4 separate regions of the Mus musculus genome follow, and regions 1, 3 and 4 are each linked to region 2. Evidence: chromatin contacts called from public promoter capture Hi-C data. All regions are on one chromosome and are shown on one strand. Each heading gives the region's core, a stretch centred on a gene start, on an enhancer-like site or on the middle of the called end of the contact. The rest is flanking DNA. Distances are from core to core; before and after follow the strand shown.

Region 1 (3,486 bases), core at 659-3,158, 1.7 Mb before region 2:
TTCCTTTTATTGCCCAGACAGAGCATAATTCCTTTTCACCAACAGGATTGACAGCCTGGAGCAAGAATTCATTTCCCTCGGTGTTCTTTAAAGGGGGGAGGGGTACCCATAAGCTTCTATTTGGATAGAGCATCCAGCAGGGCCACTTGTCAATGTGGCTTTCTTATGACCTCTGTGTTCACTCCAGGGACCAGGGTTTTTAGCTGTGTGCCCCTCTAAGGCAAGAGCTGAAACAATTAGCTTCTTTCGTGTTCCAGCCTACAGCAGCCAGAACTCATGGCTCTGAATAAAAAGACTCGGTCCTTAATTTCTCCTCAAGCCACTAGGGGTCGCCTTCATCTCAGAGAAAGATTGTCCTCAGCCTGCAAGCTCTCAGTCTCTGCTGGGGAGCCTTTGGCTTCTTGGCACTGTGATTTCTGGAGAAGTGGCTTCAAGTGGGAGAGAAACTGGCTGTCGGCATGGAGGAGAATGTGTTTATGTGCATGTCCTTTTTGATAATTTGAGAACTCCCCAAGGTGCCATAGCTGTTCCCTTTGCAATGATGTCATCTCTCACAAGCTGTTCTTCCAGATGGGGTCAGCACTCCAGATAAGGGGTACCTGGATGAACTTTCTAGCCTGGAATTTTAGGAGTGAGGTGGATCCCTAGGTGGGGGTACAATGAACTTTAATTGCTGAGGCCTGTTAGGCTTAGTCAGTCCATAAGCTCCCACCAAGTGTGGCTCAGGAAGACAAAAGGACAAGGCCCTGGGAACAGATGGCTGATGGATCCAATAGGCATAAGAGCAGAACGACCGTGGAGACAGAAACAGAGTGGAGAGTTGAGTCCCCAGGAAGAGGAGGACTCGTGGACTCCATAAAGATCCGAGAAGAATGGAGTCCTTTGGTGCCATGAGGGTCTGACTTCCTCCTGCCTGAGGAAAAGCACTCTGGCGTTGAGGAGATGGGTAGAGTTTTCCCTACCCAGGAATAAATGGATACCCAGTGATTGGGGATTTCTGACAGTTTCCTGGAGACTGGAGCATCTGCGGAAATCTGATTGAGTGAATGGACTCTAAGAAAAGTGGGGTGTCAAGGGAAGAAGGCAGGCATGAGTGAGATGGGAGCAGTCCTGTGCACAAGGGGCTTGGGGGAAGCAGAGGAAGGCCCTTACAGTATGGGGACGCCCATGAACCTCGCTGGCCTAGAGGCCCGGGGTGCTGAGCCCCTGGGGCGCTCACCGGGTGGTTTGGGGACTGGGAGGTCCCTGGGCGCCAGGCAGGGGTGGGGGTGGCAGCAGCAGCCGGAGGGTGGGGCCGGGCGGGGAGGGGAGGGGGAGGGGCGGGGTCGGGCGGCCTGCCGGGGAAGTCACACTCGGCCGCCGCCGCGGGCGCAGCGAGCGGAGACGCGCCGGGCCGAGGCGACCTGACCTGGACGAGCGAGCGGCGCGCGCGGGGGCCCAGGCGGGGGGCGGGAGGCAGCGGCGGGCAGCGCAGGCCGCCGGGCCCGGGAGAAGCGGAGCGGAGAGGAGCGGGGGACACGGGCGGGGCCGCCGCAGCTCCGGATGGGACCAGCGCCCGGGCCCGTTAGTCCAGGCAGGAGCTTCGGGAGAAGCCGTCACTGGGAGAGTCACCCCTGCCTTTCCCTCCCCTCTGGCCCAGGCCTCGCTTCGCTCCCTGCCTGCCCATGTCCCAGTCCTTCCGCGGCGGGCGCCCTCCCACCTCAGCCCGGGGCTCTGGCTTCTCGCAGCTCTTTGCTCTCCCGGCCCGATCAGCTGTGAGGTGTCCCCGGGCCGTTTCTTTGTGCCAGCCTCCCCCAAGTCCCTACCCCATCCCAGGCTCAGATTCCTCCCTTCTCGGCTTGGAATTGTCAGGCTACTTCACCTCTCACTGTCCTCATCCCGGTCGCAGGCCCCCTTGGTCTCTTCTTCCTTCTGCCACCCTATCCTTAGTCCCTGGACCTGGCTGTGGGCTGGTAGCCCACTCCTTCCCGACCCAGGTTTCCCCCCATCCTCTTCTTGCGTGGTCCCCAGCACTTTCTGTATCCGGGCCGACTAAGCTTGCCCCCACTTCTCTTCCTGGCCCTCTTCCCCAGGCTCCAGGCTGGGTGGCGCTTGTGCCTGCCCAGTAGGCCAGAGCGGCCCCTGGTTCGGGGGACCGTGGGTCAGCTGCTCTATCCCCATGGCACTGCCATCCCTGCTGCTGGTGGTGGCAGCCCTGGCAGGTGGGGTGCGTCCTCCGGGGGCACGGAACCTGACGCTGGCGGTGGTGCTGCCAGAACACAACCTGAGCTATGCCTGGGCCTGGCCACGGGTGGGTCCTGCTGTGGCACTGGCTGTGGAGGCACTGGGCCGGGCACTGCCCGTGGACCTGCGGTTTGTCAGCTCCGAACTAGACGGCGCCTGCTCTGAGTACCTGGCACCACTGCGCGCTGTGGACCTCAAGCTGTACCATGACCCCGACCTTCTGTTGGGCCCCGGTTGTGTGTACCCCGCTGCCTCTGTGGCTCGCTTTGCCTCACACTGGCGCCTTCCCCTCCTGACTGCGGGGGCAGTGGCCTCTGGCTTTGCAGCTAAGAATGAGCATTATCGTACCCTGGTTCGCACTGGCCCCTCTGCGCCCAAGCTGGGTGAGTTTGTAGTGACATTGCACGGGCACTTCAATTGGACAGCTCGGGCTGCTTTGCTGTATCTGGATGCTCGCACAGATGACCGGCCCCACTACTTCACCATCGAGGGCGTCTTTGAGGCCCTGCAGGGCAGCAACCTCAGTGTGCAGCACCAGGTGTATGCCCGAGAGCCAGGTGGCCCTGAGCAAGCCACCCACTTCATCAGAGCCAACGGGCGCAGTAAGTGTGGCCCGGGCTGTTTTAGAAACAGGGGAGGTGGGCCGCTATGTCCCTGGAGCAGTGCAACACAGAGAAATAGGCAGAGATAGGAAGGGGAGAGTTCTATGTGATGGTTGGGATGGAGGAACTTTTGAGGACAGAGCTCCTGAGAGAACCTGGCATCAGTCAGAGGTCAGCAAGGCTGAGCCTGGGGCTGGGGTTTGAGTAGTGGATGTGGGTGATGTCTGATCTGAAATGTGCACCTGTCTGTGAGCAGAGACCCCTTAGATTGGAACACAAAGCCTCTTGGTAGCATAGAGATGACTCTATGGGTTCAGGTTTGATTGGGAAAGCAGGTAAGGCTCACACAAAAATTGTGAGCACAAGTGCTTGTGAGCCTAGGGAGAGGTAGGCAGGAGGGGACGTGGGGGCTGTGAAGTCTAGCAAACACAGCTTTGGGGGAAGGAGGGGCTTGGGTCATCACGCCAGTCTCTGGGGTCTGGAGTTGGGCTCTGACTTGGACCAGATGGTCCATGTGGCCCCAGGGCACTTGCGACATGAGCTCTAAGGGGAGGGATGGGAACATCTGTTGGGTGGTCGATGGGTAGGGCACTCTCTTGTAATGGGATGACTCAGAGAGGAGGGGGGACCTGGATGCTGTCTCAGGGTGCCCTTCTGTCCT
Region 2 (3,279 bases), core at 313-2,812:
AGAAGGAACAAATAAGATTGAGTGACTAAAGACCCTTGAGAGTTGAAGAAAAAGCAGCAGAGAGGCCAGCACATTTCTGGCTCAGGTGTTCAGGAAGAACATGGCTAAACTACCCAGAAAGCCCAACCTGAAAACCTACAGAAACAAGATTACTCTTCTGTCAGCTCCAGCTCCAAGGATTTAGAGCCATGATGAACAGATAGCCAATAGTGCCCATGGCCCTTAGACTAGGGCCATTTTCCTCATGGGGTGGATTCAGACATGACAGGTAAGGAGGGGGATAGCAGATGTAACTCTTCAACCCGGTAGAAAAGAACCAAGGCTGCAAACATGACATACAGCAATACTTCTGGAGCCGCAGCGCCTGAGAAACTCTTATAAACTGTCTTGGAGAACTGGTTTATGCTTTGAAGACAATTCAAGTAGCCCTCTGGATAGTTAACTTTCTCGGGAGTGGATATTTTTTCTTGTTGAAACCAAAGACTCCCATTATTACCTGCACATTTGGTCTGTTTCTTTTAGTTGCCCCTTCAAATGCCAGGTAAGACAAAGACGCTGGCTCACTCCCTCCAACATCAACTTTGAATATATCTCCAGATTTAGCGATCACTATGCCAATCACGTGGTCCCCTTTCACAGGTACATACTAAAAGCAGAATGAAAGAACAGTCATAAATAATACAAATATCATTACAAAATATCTTCTGAAACTTTCATCTAGGTTGATCAGGGTGGGTCTCAACCTATCCAGCCAACTCATACTCCCCATGTAGCTGCAACTACAAAACCGGCCCGCACCAGTCCAACTTTATGAACGTCTAATTCACACTTGATCAAGTTTCAAGTTTTCTCAGCATCCTTTACAAGTCTGGTGGCACAAGAATCTTTACATTCAAGGAAACCCACTCCATTTGACATTATTCCTAAGTGAAAGCTCTTAATTATTCTATGGGAATTTTAATTCCCTGTGATTTATTTGGACTCATTGCAACTGGGACACCAAATGGCAACCCCGAGGCTTTGGGTTTTTCAAGACAAGATCTCACGGAACCTTTCTCTCCTGTCACCCTTCTCAGGATGTGTTCCTATTGTGGTTCCTCTAAAGAAGATGCAGAGAGGGGGCTAGAAGCCACCGCGGCTCTAGATTCGCCTTAACCTATGATCGCTTGCAGGGGGCCCACTTTCGCGGCAGCGCCGCCTCTCCGACATCCGCTCACCCGCTTCTGCTGCGAGTCCACCCAGTAAACGCCGCCGCCGCCTCCGCTGGGCTCCTTGTGACGCAGGCGGCCACACTTGGTGACCAGCAGACGGTCCCCGCAGCGTCGCAAACCTGGGCCACACACTACGCGCAGCCTCGGGCGCGCACCCGCATTCAGGCGTAACGGCTGCTCCCCGGCGCCGCCAAGGCCGTCTACGTCCTCGTGGTCCGGCAGCACCAGCTCCTCCCCGGGGAGAACCACCTGATTCAGCACCTTGTGCACGGCCCGTGCTCGGCAGCCCGCCACCGACTCCGGTCCCGCGGACAGTACTTCAGCCATGGCAGGCGTCACCATCGCAGCTTCCGGTATCTACTTCCGCTTCCGCTACCCGCCCACCAGGGTCATCTCTTTCCGGTGGTTGTGGGCTTTCTGAGTTGGACTTGAGCTTGGGAGATACTCGCTTCATCCCATGGGTGCTACTCCCTGCCCTGTGTCTGTAGCTTCACGGTACCTAATGTAACAATCTCCCACCTCCTCCCACACACATCACACCTTTTCACCTACTTGAGTTCATCTCTTCAGTGGCTTGGGAACATCGGTAACTCAGGAATTCTCCCAGCTACTTCTTTGGGAGCACACTAACAGCTATGTGAGAAACTGTTAAATCCAAAACCCACAATGTGCAAGAACTTAAGAACTTACAGTTTTCTGACTTTGGGGTTATCTGTGAAACCAGCGTTTCTCTGTCGGCATCTTCAATGAGTAATTGATTCAGTTCTCCAACAGCACTGAAGGCCTTGGCATTGACTGAGATCAGTTGCTTGATGCTTTGCTGCCAACTCGAGTTTATAGATTTTTTTTTTAGGGAAGGGGCATCACAATTCCTGCAAATTTGGTAAAATGCTGGCAAGCCATTTAATCCCTGGATATAAGGGACAACTGAAATACAAGTGCCCCAGCCAAGTTGTTAATTAGTGCTATTGAAAGACTGAGAGTAAGACTCCGAGGTAGGCAGATAAGGAGAGGAGCCACGGCTAGGTAACAGGTGATGAATTGTCAAGTTGGCTAACTTCTTCCTCAACCTCAACCTCCTAACTCAATACAAGCTTAGCAGCCTCAAAAAAAGGCTGTGTAGGCTTTTGTGTAGAGGGTAGGAGGGCATGTGCTTCCAGGTAGTCCTATAGAAACCAGAATTGTTAAACATGCAGATCTTTTTCTTCAATGGAAGAAATTGACAGCTATTCACTTGGAAGGCTGGAATGGAGGTTGTTGAATACCAGGTAATTTTACCATTCTGTGGAGCTAGCTCTCACCTGAATCCCCCTTTTCCTGAGCATTTCCAGTCCATAGACTCCATCCTTATAAGAGAGATCTCATGGATTTGAAAAAGAGTTTGCTATTATGATTATAAAAACCTTTCCTCCCTAGGCTCTTCTCCTGAGCATGTTTTCTCAGTCAACAGAACCCACTCTTGTGGAAGAGGTCATGGTGCTTTTCAAGAAAACATGCACTTTGCAAGGGAGTTTAGATATAACCGTGTCCTAAGCTTTGTGGTAATAGTTGTCACAAGAAAACCTTTTTTTTTTTCTTTTGAAAGTTTTACTGTTTAAATAAGTAATAAATAAATAAATAAAAATAAACTGGAGTCAGACTCCCGAAGTTTGTACCAGCCCGGCTAAGTCATGCTGAACCACGTTTACTTCTTACTTTCTGGGGATCCGCTGGCAGCAGAGCTTGCAGGGACCCCCACACTTTTAACTCTCACCTGCAACAACAGCAAGCCCCCTGCTGATGGGCCGGTTGAACAAGTTCAAGGCCTGCACAGGACACATTACACAACAGTTCTGGCCTAATTCACCATCAATTCTTTATTCAAATCGACCAACCCTACATTTGGGGGAGGGGGGGGGGAGAGACTCTTCAAAGACTTTAAAAACGCCAGTTCTCCAGAAAAGATTGGATTTGGGGTGCTGAATCCCCTATGTATTTTGAAAAGGGTCTTTTTCTTGGTGTCCAGTTTGTGGTTTTCTTCACTCCTCATAAAGAGCTTTCTTCAACAGCTGATTATGTCGTCTGCATT
Region 3 (3,453 bases), core at 857-3,356, 1.3 Mb before region 2:
TCTGTCAGATCCTCCCAGACCTCCATGATCTCCAGCTGGAGGCATACGGTGAGTGAGCTCATTTCTGTCCTGGTGCTCTGGGATCTGATGACCTTCTGCTTCCGGTAAATGTCCCAGGAAGTGGGGTCTGACAGTCAGGATGCCACTGGATTCAGGCATCCTTATCAGACTCACGATGCTTCCTCTGGCCAAGTGGCCCCTGTTTCTCAGGTGATGAGACCTGGAGAAGCGTGCAGAGCTGAAATTCCCTGAGAGAAAGAGAGACAGAGACACACACACAGAGAGAGAGACACACACAGAGAGAGAGACAGAGAGAGACAGAGAGAGAGACTAGGTAGTGGGGAACTGAGCTCAGCCACATAGGGAGTTCTTTGAAGTGGGGCTGGAACCTAAGTACCCCAAGCAGGGGGACAGAAGTTCTAACCCCTTCACAGGCATCACATCCAAAGAGACTATCTGCCCCAGAAGTCAGGTATCAAGATGTGTAACTTCACTATTAAAGTATAATTGTTTAAAAAAAAAAAAAAAACAAAACTTCAATTAATCCTAGCACCTGAGAGGCAGAGACAGGTAGATCTCTTGAGTTCAAGGCCAGCCTAGTTTACATAGAGGTTCCAGGACAGCCAAGGCTACCCAGAGAAACCCTGTAACAAAAACAAACAAGCAAACAAACAAACTTTAAATTACCAAGTTCCTAGATAAGGAAAAGGCTAGGTGTGGGATGGAAAGATGAATGAGAATCCAAGCCAGCAAGAGGGCTGGAGAGTGGTGGGTATGGAGCTGACAGTCACTCTGGGAGGGGCGTTCAGGAGGACCAGAAGGTCTGGAGTGAGGCTTGGAGCCCACAGTGGAGATGGGGTCTGCAGTCAGGTCCTCCTGACCAGTACAAGTGACCATATGGCACGGTTCTTCCTAAGAGGTCCCAGGGTGGCTTTGGTCATACACCATTGCCGGGCTCTGTCCACATCTGTAAAATGAGAACAGGTGTGGGTCTGCCACACTGTGAGCCCCGGGTCCAGACGTATGAGTTTCAGAGTCGCTCCTACACAAAGGAGCCCTAGGCGGGACAAAGCAGGCAGAAAGGGACGCCCCGGGGCGGGTGAGTTTCCTCTCTACGCCATTGGAGAAGCTGAGCACGGAGGCGGCGTGCTTCTGGCCAGGAGGTGACCCTGCAGCGCCACCGTGCGGCCGAAGCAGGCTCCTATAACCCGTCGAGGGCTTCGGGGATGCCCACAGCTGTGGTTATATCAACTAAGAAACAAGAACTGGCATTTATTGGAACGTTTGCTGTAAGCTAAGCGCTGTGCCTGCTGCACTTTGAAGCGAGTATTCTCATCTCACAGAAGAGGAATCTGAGGCCTGAGTGAACTGGTCTAAGAAACTCGGAGTGGAGAGGCCGAATCAGGCATTTCCCCAGCATTTTACTAGATACTTGGAAACCTGGTATGGGAAGTTTCCAAACCTGGTATGGGAGGTTGGAAACCTGGTACTGGCGTTTCCAAGTCCTCCCATCTTCCTAGGGCTGGCTGGCCCCTCCATTTCTGCTCCAGTGAGTGTCACCCACTTCTCCATGAAAACTGTATTCTGACTACAGAGATCAGAAGCCAGAGGGTTTGTCTTCTCAGACGTCCAGGAACCTTGGTAGAAAAAAGGGCCTTCAGGGCCTAAGAATTGAACCATGAAAACTGTCTGGTCCCCACTTCCTGAAGGGGTGAAAGGGTTGTAACGCCCCACACTGTGGGAGTTCCAGGTTTGCTCTGCCTCTAACTGCCTCTGTGACAGGGGGAGTCCTTCCTCAGCAGGACTTCAGCCTTCTGGTTAAAAGGGAGGCTTCTAGATCATGGTAACCTCTCCTCCCACCCTAAATTTTCCCTCTCCACAGCTGCTCTCTGCCCCACCCAAACCAGTTCGAACATTCCCGGCGAAGCCGAGGACTGTGACTTGAAAGGCCCAGGGGGACACCGTGGCCCCATTCCAGAGCTTCCTCTGAAGCTCTGGGGAGAGAAAGGCCTGGGGGCGGGGAGGGGGCTACATTATGATGACCTCATCCATTCTATGACGTCACCCTCTCTCCCACGCCCACTCCTCTCTGGTCAGCTGCTCTGCAAACAACCATCAGTACAAACCCCAAAGGCCTGGAAAAGTCTGCCCTCCGGTACCTGCTACGAATCTTCTGTCTCGGCCAACAAGAAGCACCATGAAACTGGAATTCACAGAGAAAAACTACAACAGCTTTGTGCTGCAAAACCTGAACAAACAGAGGAAGCGTAAAGAGTACTGGGACATGGCCCTGACTGTGGACCATCATGTCTTCTTCGCACATCGCAACGTGCTGGCTGCCGTCTCTCCACTAGTGAAAAGCCTCATCTCCAGCAACGACATGAAGACCACCGATGAACTCTACATCACCATCGACCCCAACTACCTGAGCCCAGCCACGGTGGACCAGCTCCTGGATTACTTCTACAGCGGCAAAGTGGTGATCTCAGAGCAGAACGTGGAGGAGCTGCTCCGGGGCGCACAGTATTTCAATACCCCACGCCTTCGGATTCACTGCAATGACTTCCTTATTAAGTCTATTCGCCGCGTCAACTGCTTGCGCTACCTCTTCTTGGCTGAGCTGTTCGAGCTCAAAGAAGTATCAGACTTGGCCTACTCTGGCATTCGTGACAACTTCCACTTCTGGGCCAGTCCCGAGGGCTCTATGCACTTCATGCGCTGCCCACCCGTCATCTTCGGTCGCCTGCTCCGGGATGAAAACCTCCACGTGCTCAACGAGGACCAGGCGCTCAGCGCACTCATCAGTTGGGTGTACTTCCGGAAGGAGGAGCGGGAAAAATACTTCAAGAAGTTCTTCAATTACATCAATCTCAATGCGGTCTCCAACAAGACGCTGATGTTTGCCAGCAACAAGCTGGTTGGCTTGGAGAACAACTCTGCCCACGCGACCTTGATCGAAAGTGTCCTGATGGACCGCAAGCAGGAGCGCCCGTGCAGCCTGCTGAGCTACCAGCGGAAAGGGGCCCTGCTTGACTCGGTGGTCATCCTGGGTGGCCAGAAGGCCCACGGTAAGTTCAACGATGGGGTGTTTGCCTATATCATCCAGGAGAACCTGTGGCTGAAGCTCTCAGAGATGCCATACCGGGCAGCCGCGCTCAGTGCCACTGCTGCTGGCCGTTACATCTACATATCCGGTGGCACCACTGAGCAGATTTCAGGACTGAAGACAGCGTGGCGGTATGACATGGACGACAACTCCTGGACCAAGCTACCTGACCTGCCCATTGGGCTTGTCTTCCACACCATGGTGACCTGCGGGGGAACAGTTTACTCAGTGGGTGGGAGCATTGCCCCACGCCGGTACGTCTCTAACATTTATCGCTATGATGAACGCAAGGAAGCCTGGTGCTTGGCGGGGAAGATGAGCATCCCTATGGACGGGACAGCAGTCAT
Region 4 (3,146 bases), core at 429-2,928, 1.1 Mb after region 2:
TGCATGCTGTGGCTGTGCTTATTAACTACTCTGTAGCTTAATCTTATTAAACATACATTCATCCTGTAGACTGTTTACCATGGGAAAGATAACAGTCTCAACATACTAGCTAGGATCAATCCCACCATCCTTGGGAGTTACCAGACTACTCCTCTCTCGCAGACCATACCTGCCACCAACAGCACATGACACCACCTGTGGGCTACCTGTTCTCATAGGGCCCTCAACTGTTTTCCATCCAGTGTACCAAAGTAAGAGTCCCCAACGGTGACTCACTCTAGACCAGGGTGGAGCAAAAATATGGCAGATTTGAACCAGACCTATAAAGCTTAACTTTGTTGGGCTACTGGTGATGATTAAACCTTAATTCCTCATTTTTTTTCAATTAAGATATCACCAACTTCATAGGGGTTGCCTGAAAGTTAAATGGGACATAACAGCGCAAGCTCTTAAAAGCCAATGCTCGGTGATTGATTATGGAAGCGCTTCAGTAGATTTTTTTTTTTTTTTTTTGAAAAGCTTTTTGCATAGCTCAGTGAAGCCTATCAGGTAATAGTTGGAGATCTTTTGTGACAAGGAGCACAGCACTCCCTTCCTTTCCCCACATTCTCCTGTCTTAGCCTTCCAGACTACCACGGAATTATGAGTGAATCTACACCTATAACTATTCACCTTTCCCCCATAACCTACACATCTTCTTTTCTCTTGAATTATTATTTCTGAATCTGATATATAATCATTTAAAAGTTTGGGCCTCTAAGGCAAAATGGGATGATAGGAAGAGGCTTCTTGCACTAAAATCTTAGGGTAATACCTAGATGATGTTTTTCTCCAGTAAACAGTAATCTTTAGTGCCTCTGGTTAATATCAGAGGTAGGCTCCTCATTTAACACAACGCCGTGTGCTTTAAATCCAGGGACCCTTAAAATTAGACTTTGACAAAGGCTGCCAACCCAGGACTCAACTTAATGGTGACCAAGAATGTATACATCTTCCACGGGTGCCCCAAGAGATAAAAGTCAGAAGGTGGGGACTGAGGCGTCATTAAAATTACTAATGGTTTCCTTCACTAGTGGCTCACATGTTTAAAAACAGTGTTTATGTATAGTTGTTTTCTGTCTCCTTGGCTAGTTTGTAGTTTAAGTACTGATAAAGTTCTAAAGTATATTAAATTTTTTATTTTTAAAAACAAACACGTGCCAAGGGGAAAGTTTCCTGAACTGGGGATGCTCAGATGCGGCGTGGCTTGGGCAAGAGGCTGGAGCTGCCTGCCCCTGCTGATGTTTTAGTACAACACGGCGGGGAAGCGAGCACAGCCTCACCAGGGTCCTCGATGGCACTTCTAACATCACTGGACCTAAAGGCAGCGAGGTCGGGCTATGGGCCTCAAAACTGGGAGGAACAGGGTGAACCCCAAAGCCACAGCCTCTGAGGGCGCCCGAAGGCTCAGGCGAAATTGGGTCCGGGAGAGCCCGGAAGAAGGCGCGAGGCTGAGCCTGCCCGTCGACCTCCAGGAGAGCGCGGGTGCCGGTGGGGGTGGGGGCGGGGGTCCCGGCACCGGAAGGTCTTACATCAGCCAGCCCACGTGCGACCCGAGGGCCAGGAGGCGCGCGCGACCCGGGAGGCGGCGCCGCAGTCCGGGCTGAGCTTAAGGCGGGTCCCGCCCCGCCCTCCGTGCGCCTCCCAAGTCCGCGCTGCAGCCCGGGCTCCCGAGCCGAGCGGCGCCGCGCAGGGCCGAGTGGAGCCGAGCAGCCGCCGCGTCGCGTCGCCGGTTTAAGCGCAGTGCGGGGCCTTGGCCGGGGGCGGCGGTAGTGAGGCCAGAGCCGCGCTCCAGCCCCCTTTTCCCTCCATGGTTTCTCTCCGCTCCCGCGAGTAACTTGGCTCCGGGGGCTCCGCTCGCCCGCACGCCCGCACGCCGCCCGGGGACCACGCCGCCGCCTCCTCCAGCCGCCTCCCTCCGACGGCCCTCGCCGCGCAGGCCGGGTCGCCTCTCCCCCCTCCGCCCCCGCCGCGGAAAGTTAAGTTTGGAGAGGGGGGACGAGGGGAACATGGATATGAAGAGGAGGATCCACCTGGAGCTGAGGAACCGGACCCCGGCAGCCGTAAGCAGAACCCCTCGGGCGCCCGCGCCCCCCGATGACTTGCAAGTAATGGTGGCCACCTGCGGGCCACCGGGCTCCGGCCGCGGCGCGGGGAAGGCGCTGCTCGCAGCTCGGACGGGGACAGGGAAGGCGGGCGGAAGGCGCGGAGGGGGGAGCGAGCGCGCGGGCTTTAACTCTTTGGCGCCCGCGGGCCCCCGCGGCCACGGGGAGGACGGCGGGTGGAGAAGCAAACTTTGAGCCGCTCGCCCGCCCGGTCCTCTCCCGGAGGGAGCGCTCGCGCGTGTGGCCGGCGGCGAGGGCGGGCGCGGGGGTTGTGTAACGCTGGGAGCCATGTTTGCAGCCTCCCGGGATGCGCGGCCGGGCGGAGGCCGGGCCTGCCGAGGCGCCGCGCCGCCGCCAGGCCCGCCGCGGGGCCGGGCCGGGTTCCATGCGCCCCGCGGCCGACAGGGCCTCGCCGCCGAGGAGGGTGTTCGGGTCCCTGAGGGGGGCGCGGAGCCCCCCTCGGGCGCGGCCTGGCGCGGAACGGGGGAGGGGCGGGCCTGGCGGCGGAGGTGGCGCAACCGCCGCCCCTCCCGAGGCCAAGTTTGAAAAAAGGATGCGCTTCCCGCCATTTTTTCAAGCCTAAAAAAATCCAACTTTGCCCCTCCTTTGCCCGGCTCGCCTTCGCCCTCGGCCTTGCCCACGCGGGCTCCCCGGGCCAGCCGGCCCGGCACCGTCACCGCCGCGGTGGCTTCGCCCTCCCCCGCGCCGCCGCCCGGGGCCTTGCCCGAGAGGGAGGCCGGCCCCTCGGTGTGGGCGGCCGGCGGCTCCGCGCGCCAGCCGGGGCGCGCCACAGCGCCATGTTGGCGGGCGCCGTCTTCCTCCGCCGGGTGAGCCGGCCGCCCTCGCGCTGCCTGTCGGTCCCCGGGCTGCCCCCGCCCCGCGGGGCTCGTCTCCGCGCGCACTGGAAGCGCGGCGCTCGGCCACCGCCGCCTCGTCCCCTCGCGGGCGCCCTCCCCCTTCTTAAAAGGGCAACGGTGGCCGACGCGGGGCTGGGGCGGCCTG

Evidence for each region. Promoter capture Hi-C pulls out the DNA fragments that hold promoters and counts their contacts.
Region 1: a contact with region 2 is called in a promoter capture Hi-C map of liver, with 3 times the contacts expected there. The contact joins the promoter of Npr2 here to the promoter of Exosc3 in region 2. A contact is called at or near these places in 4 of 39 promoter capture datasets (hippocampal neurons, liver and pre-B cells).
Region 3: a contact with region 2 is called in a promoter capture Hi-C map of pre-B cells, with 5 times the contacts expected there. The contact joins the promoter of Ccin here to the promoter of Exosc3 in region 2.
Region 4: a promoter capture Hi-C map of liver shows a contact between it and region 2, with 5 times the contacts expected there. The contact joins the promoter of Anp32b here to the promoter of Exosc3 in region 2. A contact is called at or near these places in 4 of 39 promoter capture datasets (the 3T3-L1 cell line, hippocampal neurons, liver and 1 more).

The regions. Positions count from the first base shown.
Region 1 is chr4:43,630,027-43,633,512 of GRCm38.p6, forward strand. It overlaps Npr2 (natriuretic peptide receptor 2), which reads left to right and starts at 1,909. Exons shown (of 22, transcript NM_173788.4): 1 at 1,909-2,825. The coding sequence starts at 2,159.
Region 2 is chr4:45,319,054-45,322,332 of GRCm38.p6, forward strand. Exosc3 (exosome component 3) reads right to left here and starts at 1,563. Exons shown (of 4, transcript NM_025513.4): 1 at 1,218-1,563; 2 at 497-646. The coding sequence starts at 1,538.
Region 3 is chr4:43,981,398-43,984,850 of GRCm38.p6, forward strand. It overlaps Ccin (calicin), which reads left to right and starts at 2,107. Exons shown (of 1, transcript NM_001002787.2): 1 at 2,107-3,453. The coding sequence starts at 2,198.
Region 4 is chr4:46,449,248-46,452,393 of GRCm38.p6, forward strand. It overlaps Anp32b (acidic (leucine-rich) nuclear phosphoprotein 32 family, member B), which reads left to right and starts at 1,679. Exons shown (of 7, transcript NM_130889.3): 1 at 1,679-2,102. The coding sequence starts at 2,049.